2 separate regions of the Hordeum vulgare genome follow, and region 1 is linked to region 2. Evidence: chromatin contacts called from public Hi-C data. All regions are on one chromosome and are shown on one strand. The core of a region is the stretch at or near the end of the contact, and the rest is flanking DNA. Distances in the headings are between cores, read along the strand shown. Region 1 holds the start of LOC123407226 (ankyrin repeat, bromo and BTB domain-containing protein DDB_G0293800). Region 2 holds the start of LOC123407827 (glycosyltransferase BC10-like).

What was found. A called contact is a pair of places that touch in the nucleus more often than the background predicts.
Region 1: a contact with region 2 is called in a Hi-C map of seedling, with 4 times the contacts expected there. The contact joins the promoter of LOC123407226 here to the promoter of LOC123407827 in region 2. A contact is called at or near these places in 2 of 6 Hi-C or Micro-C datasets (leaf and seedling).

Annotation. Positions count from the first base shown.
Region 1 is chr7H:435,302,301-435,306,015 of MorexV3_pseudomolecules_assembly, reverse strand. LOC123407226 (ankyrin repeat, bromo and BTB domain-containing protein DDB_G0293800) reads left to right here and starts at 1,774. Exons shown (of 8, transcript XM_045100312.1): 1 at 1,774-1,972; 2 at 2,112-2,942; 3 at 3,053-3,130. The coding sequence starts at 2,226.
Region 2 is chr7H:434,391,635-434,395,296 of MorexV3_pseudomolecules_assembly, reverse strand. LOC123407827 (glycosyltransferase BC10-like) reads right to left here and starts at 1,416. Exons shown (of 2, transcript XM_045101053.1): 1 at 426-1,416. The coding sequence starts at 1,001. It overlaps LOC123407405 (phospholipase SGR2), which reads right to left. Exons shown (of 23, transcript XR_006612595.1): 23 at 2,796-3,538.

The DNA of each region.
Region 1 (3,715 bases), core at 525-3,024, 910 kb before region 2:
GGGCATCAATGCAGCATGGGCTACTATCTAGTTGACGATATCTGTCCTCTGTGGGCTACCTTTGTCAAGACCATGTTTGTGCAATTGGTTAGAAAAGTTATCACTTTGCCCAAAGACAAGAAGGAGCTAGAAAGGATGTAGAGATGGCATTTGGAGTGCTCCAGGCCCGTTTTGCAGTTGTTTGTGGATCTTGTGGGAGGTGATGATATGTTGTGTGATCATGCACAATATGATTGTGGATGATGAGGATGAATATGTTGTCGTAACTCTTGAATTCTAAAACATGGGTGACCTATCCAACTTTTCATATCATAATTTGTTCATATTTGAAGAGTTTGTTCAAATGCATCAACAAATTCGACATGGAGCAACTCATGAGCGAGTCAAGGAAGATTTTATTGAGAATTTGGGTGGTTAAAGGGGACAACTATAACATATATGCTAGTTGAATTCAAATTTGAACTACTCTAATTTGAAAACTTTGTTAGATTATACTCCTTGTGTCCTAAAATTCTTGACTTAGATTTTATAAGTACAGATGTATCTAGTTACGTTTTAGTGTTAGATACAATTATATCTAGACAAATTTAAGACAAGAATTTTAAGACAAAGGTAATAATATTTAAATTAAAACTACTGTCGTATTTGAACATTTTCAACCATCTACGTTTTGATATGTTGTTATTTTAAGCTTGCGGACTTAAGAGAGCGGTAGAAGTTTTAGGGGATAGGGTTGGATGGTCGGCTCATGGATCACTTTCCGCAAACTTCTCCTCACTAGTATGTTAACGGATACAATGCGTGATTTGGGGTCAATGTTGGAGGTTCCCGTAAGACGCATAACAGTCCAGTCAGACGTATAAATAGGCAAAACTAACCTACATGGCCCCCAAATGAGCCCACAGGACAACTTTCACGGTCATTCAAGAAGCATTTGCAATCTATATGGTATCTCGCGTAGGTGACAGTGACCCCACCCAATGATTTACTCGCATAGGAGGAAACTAGATGGGGATATTCGACATGGACCTAGTTAATGTATAAAGTAATTAATTCTTAAGAGGTTATAAGTATTGCTTCGTGTCGCATGCTCCTAGTTGGAATAGCATTATGATGACCAAGATCGTTACCTCCTTCCTTCAAATTGCACAATATAAGATCACAAATGGGGCATTACAATAATTTTGTATAAAGAAGGGTGAGACCCCCAAGCATCTTCTCGAGCGCCTAATGGCTCTTGACGACTATATTGAGTCATATAATTGTGACAGGAGCCAAGATTGTTTCAACATGACCAAGCGATTCCTTGTGCACAAATTGCTAAATGTACATGGTCCTTATCATCAACAAAATGGCATGGGGCATAAGAAGAGAGTACGGTTTTAAGGACATGTCTACCGATGATGTCGTTGCCACATTCCAATTGTTTGAGGAATCCAAGACCAATGCAACAAGACGTCTTGCCATGCATGGTATCTCATCACCACTAGCGTATGGAGCAGGGGCACGCTGCAACTGTCGATCGTATAGACTCAACGCCAATCGGGTCCTGATGGAGTAGGTCAAAACCCTAATCGTCTAGGGCACTCACAGCTTTTCTTGTGTGCCACTCACACTCTTTTTTTTTTTGTTGAAGATCCCTTGGGAATGACATTGTTTCTGAGACATCCATGGCATGACATAAACAACCTTCGACAGTCCGCCAGCGCAAGAATCAGCCCGGCCCACATGAACTGTCTTAAAGGCACGCAGCCCAGTCGACAAACCCACAAAGGCTCCCGAGATTTCCAATCCTCTTCTTCCTCCTCCTCCTCCAGCCTACCCCTCTCTTCTTCCCCGATCCACCCCCCAAACTCGTCGCCTCCCAGTTCCCGGTCTTTTGTTCCTCACAAGTTCGTCGCGCCAACGACTCTACAAGCCAGCCCCGCTGGTACTGCACTGCCGTGGATCGGTCCTTCTGCTGCTGCCGCCGGTAAGGAACCCTAGCTTCTCTCGTCGACGCGGCAGCGGGACGTTCTCTCTCTCTGTTGCCTGGTTTTTCTTGGATGCCCCTGTGCCCCTGGTAATCTAACACATCCATCCATCCACCCGTTCATGGTTTCTCCGACTAGGTCCTCCCAATTCAGTCCGTCGCGAGATCGATCCCCTCAGGGCGCGGCGCGCAGGTGACGGAGCGGCCTATTTCCAAGTATTTCATCTCTGGGTGCTAGCAAGAGACGGATAAGATGAAGCGCAAGCGCAGCCGCACGCCGGGCAAGAAGAGTTCTTCGAATTCCACCGGGGCAGACTCTTCGTCGGCATCTCCGTCCAGCCCAAGCACCGAAGAGAACATCGCAGCGGAGAATGCGCCTGTCTCGGGCTCCACCCCGGCAGTGCCCGATCCATCTCTTCCTCCTGTACCGGAGAAGCCGAGCGTCCTTGCCCCAGGTGCGGCTCATCCTGCCGCTGATATACCGTACGCCAGGCTCAAGGTGGGGGCAGTGTACGGTCGTGTGAAGCTGAAGTTCAAAACCTCCAAGGCGTCAGAGCTCAGCAATAGTTCGTCGGTAGCACAGGCACCCGCCACTGCTGGTAAATCTCAGACTGCCGCCCCTGAAGTGAGCAACCAAGTTACCGCCGAAAAAGGCATCGCTGCATCCTCAGATGGCCAGACAACTGATGGGCAAGAGTCGGAGTTGAGTGGTTCTGATAAGGACAAGGTGGCAAAGAAAGTAGGAAGCATAAAGATCGTGTCCGCGGGATTATCTTCTTCAGCACAAGATAAAACCCAACACATGGAGGTTGATGAAGTAGATGAATCTCTTCCAAGTAAACAGGAACCTGTTTTAGTCACCGAGGAAAGCGAGAGTGCATCGGAGCCAAAGAACTCGCAAGGGTCGGAGATAAAGCAGTCTGCCCTTGAATCTCAGCGCGATGAGAAAGAGTTGGCTGCTGCACTTGAAGTGAGTACAAGCTGGCTCAACTTTACATGGCGTCTTTTGATTCTCCAAATATCACATGGTAAAGACCGGAAATACATGAAACCTTTACTGAAATTCTCTTTTGCTCTCAGGCTATCAAGAAGGTTATGAAGGTCGACGCAGCTGAGCCATTTAACACCCCAGTTGATCCTATTGCTTTGGGAATACCTGTGAGTATTTTGTGGTGTCGCTTCTTTCTTTCCAAATCACCTGGAAGTTTGGTAGGCTTCACACATAAATATATTCCTTCTAAAAGATCTTAAACACTTAGTTGACTCAGCCCCTCATAAGTCTCGGTGTCATATAGTCACTTCCACAAAATGTCTTCAGTGGTGTGGTATCGATCACTTCCACTGAATTGGTTCAGACATCTACTTGTTATGAGTATGCAGGTTTCCATTTCCCACGCCCTCTATTTTTCCTTTCACATTTTTTTCTGGGGTAACTCTATTTTAAAATGGGTTGCTGCCCCATCTTTAATTCTATGGTCGAGCAAATGCCCCATCTTTAATTCTATGATCGAGCAAATAAAACTGATGGTTATGATAGGGGTATTAATCTATGGCATACGTGAAAGCTCTGCCTAATTATATGATTATTGGACTAAAACCTAGTCAAAGCTTTCCTTACTCACAAGATCAAGTTCTGAACCCCAGTGTATTTGTTTTTCTTGAACATACTGAGAGTAAGAAACAGTTATTACAAATGCAGACCACTTTCTCAGCAGTGTCTCAGACAGACTTCTGTAGCTGCAT
Region 2 (3,662 bases), core at 167-2,666:
AGGTGGACAGATTCAAGCAGAATACTGTAGATTAAGCATCTCTAGATCACAATATTAGCAACATTCGTGAGCACCACTAGTTGGAGAATCCATCGAGTAGTTTACCCACCATCCTGGCATGGGGTCAAGCAAGCATATTCCCCTAGAGGCTAGAGCAAATACATACTACACATATCCCAATCATGAATCAAGTTGAGCACATGGCAACCACCAACTAGCACGACAACGGTTGTCCGACTCACTCCACCAAGGCACCAGCTAACGAATCAATCAGCCACAAATTTCACGGTTCGTTCAACTAACTAATAACAATCTGATTGTGCTACGACTGGATAACTGAAATTTTCACTACTGTAAGTTAAGTTAAGGTAAATTATGTTTATGACGGAAAGAAGAGAGTGTGAGAAGGAGGTTGATTATAGTACCTCGCTGGGGATCTGGCGGCCGTAGAATGGGGACGTCTTGGAGACGTTGAGCTTGTAGTCCGGTATGGTGTGGAGGTAGACGGAGAAGAGGCCCTGGTGTCCCCGGAAGAAGCGCTCCCAGAGGGGCGCGAAGGGGAGCGGGCCGCGGGTCATGAAGAGGAAGGCGACCTTGGGGACGCGCTGGAAGGGGAACTCGTCGGCGGTTGGCACGAGGGTGGCGCGCCAGAAGAGCTCCTCGTCGGTCATGGAGTGCGCGAGTTGGGGCGGGTGGACGAAGGCCTTGAATCCGGGGCCGCAGTCGCCCGTGGCGCCGCGCCGGTCGCAGGAGCTGTAGGTGGCGGTGGGGAAGAAGAGCTCGGTGTGGGAGTTGTAGTAGTAGCGGGAGACGTTGGCGCTGACGGAGAGGCCGATGACGACGCCGGCCATGAAGATGACCATGGCGGTGACGAGCTTGAGCAGGCCCGTGGACCAGTCCTTGCGCGGCGTGTTGGGGAAGTAGTCGCCGTCCTCGTCGCCGCCGCCGCCGCCCCCGCCCCCGCCCCGGGACTTGAGCATCGGCTTCGTGTCCCCCCACATCGCGAGGGCCGGCGGAGGAGGAGGATGATCGAATCCGGACGGTTCCGCCGGCGGCGAGATCGAGCAAGATGGCCTGGGGGAGCGGGCAAGATGGGGCCTTTTCGGCGCCGGAATCCGCAGGGAGGCCCCGATCTGGCGGCACGCAGTTCACGGGAAATCGCAGCCGGGCCGGGTGGATCCGCGCGGAAAGGGCCTGGGAAGATGGACGACACGCGGCGAGGGCCCTTTATGGCGGCGAGCGACGCGAGGGGAGGGGAGGGGAGGGGAGGGGAGGAAACGCGGCAAGGGGAAGGCGGGGGGTGGCACTCTTTCTTTCTGTGTTTCTTAGTGGGTAAGGAGGGGGAGGGGGAGGAGGAGGAGGGAATACGCGTGGCGGAGGAGGAAGAGGTCGCTGTCGATTCCGATCCAGCTCCGACTCGAGTCGGGGACGGAGCTGGAGGCCTCGTATTTATGGGAGCTGCCTTGCCTTCCTCGTCCTCCTCCTCCTCCTCCTCTTCTTCTCCGAGTGGTCGTCGCGGAGAAGAGGCCGACGCCGAGGCCGCGGGGGAGGAGTAATTGTAATTGTAATCGATGATCTTACTATTTCTTCGTCGTCTACAAATAAATGACTGAAATCGAGTAGTAGTAATTGTAATTGATTTGGGTGGGAAGAAACGGTCTGGAAGACGCGCGGGCCCACGGTGGCGGAAGCGGCGCCGGGCGGCGACTCGTACGTAAATCCCCCGGCGACGCGCCGGTTCACGCGTCGTCGCGGCCCCACCCGTCAGCGGCGCGCGCGCGGTGACTGGTGAAAGTTGCTCTTTCTTTTGGCGGCCTGGAACGGACGGTCGGCCAGCGACGTGGACGGGGAGACGTGGGAGGGCACTGCCGCGTGGGGGCGCGGGACGCGGGTGGGCCGCACGTCAGTCGCGGAGCAAGAGGCACGTGATGGTGATGGTGATGGTGAAGAGCGGGAGCGGCTGCCTGCCGGTTGGTTTTTGTGCCGTTGGGTGGTGCGGTTCGAGCCGACCCGCCTGGCTCCGGCCAGCGCCGCTCCAGTGCAGTTCGTGAGGCGGGACGGTCGTTGCGTATCGGATGCTACCTAGCTTAATCCATTCCGCCTCCCAAAGAATGCATACTCTACTTGGGGACAGCCACATCGCTGTTGGATCCTGCATGGATCCGACGTATCGGTGGGTGCAAGGCATCCTCATAATCATCATCATCATCAGCAGCAGCAGTTGGCCGTTTGGCTTCATCGGGAATAAGATGACCCTGTACGCCATTGCATATCCTTCACAGGCTAGCTTTAGCATTAAAATGGGGGAACCATACATGGCATCCAATCATTCCACTAAACCCTCACACCCTCGCATCATTATGCTTATGCATGGTGCGACGAGGCCAACTCATCTCTGTAGTCGACCAAGCACGCCGCATGCATTAATTGGTAACTTGTTACGACCAACCAAGCACAAGCTCGGGGCCTCCATGGAGAAAAAACTCAGGCCGGACCAGTGTCTCTTGCGGACAAGCAAGCGGGCAAAGCATGTTTCGAAGTAAGTAGGGATCAGTTGGAGCGAGTCAGCCGCATGCACGTGCAGTGCATCTTCTGCATAGCAGGCTGGTTTGTAGGCGCAAGGGGAGTGACCACGTCAAAACGGTCAGACCCGACCATGCAAATCGCGTTTGCGGTCAAATTATGCGACTGACCAAAACTGCAAGCACGATAGGGACGGGACACGGCTGTCAACGTGGCACAGATTATTTACAGGCAGCCGACTGACCGTCGCTATAACACTTCCGACAATCCAGTTTAGTTCCATATCAACCAGCGTTTATTATGATATCATCAAGTCCAGCTGTTTCTTGACCGAGTTTTCCATGACACGCGAGAGAGAGAGAGAGAGAGAGGGGCTATCATTTAACTGGTGCCAGGGGACAAAAATCAAGCGTACATTGGGTTGGGTATTTCCTTAGACTGCCACATGGCGTTGATGACTCCTCTTTTTGTCCTTTGATGTTTGTTTTACAACCGGAATGGAGAATTTGACATTGGGCAAAAGCTCTGCTACTCTCTACACATGAGGTGAGAATGCACATCTTGCTCTTGTGCCGGTGGAATCGCCATTGGACGTGCTGCACTGCAGGCACGTAACTGAGTCACATCTGTTTTTCCACCTGCTCTTCAACTGCTTAAAACTAATCAGCTCTTTTTTACACACACACACACACACCCTTTTATCTGTACATGTACAAAATTACTGCCTGAGATACAGGCAAACAAGTTATACACATCATGTGCCGGCCCATAATTCTATGTGCAACATCCATTCACCCGCAAATGTGTTCTGACTCTGATCTGTGGTGCCAACAAAGTGACAAGGATGCATACCAGCAATGTATCCCCACTTTGTCCGTAACGGTGCAATGCGTCCCTTTATGCAGGTGCTTTTTATGTACATCACGCTTCTGCTCAGGGTTTTTTCTTTTCGCGGAACACTTTTGCTAGGTGAAAATCGCAAAGACGATGTCACGTTGCAACATACAGTGGTTACCTGAACAGAAAATAAAACATTAGTCTTCGTTGAAAGCAAGCCGGTGATCATATGGACTAACATACTGGACGCAAACAATCAACTACTCCCTCCGTCCCTAATTAACTGTCGCAACGATCAGTGT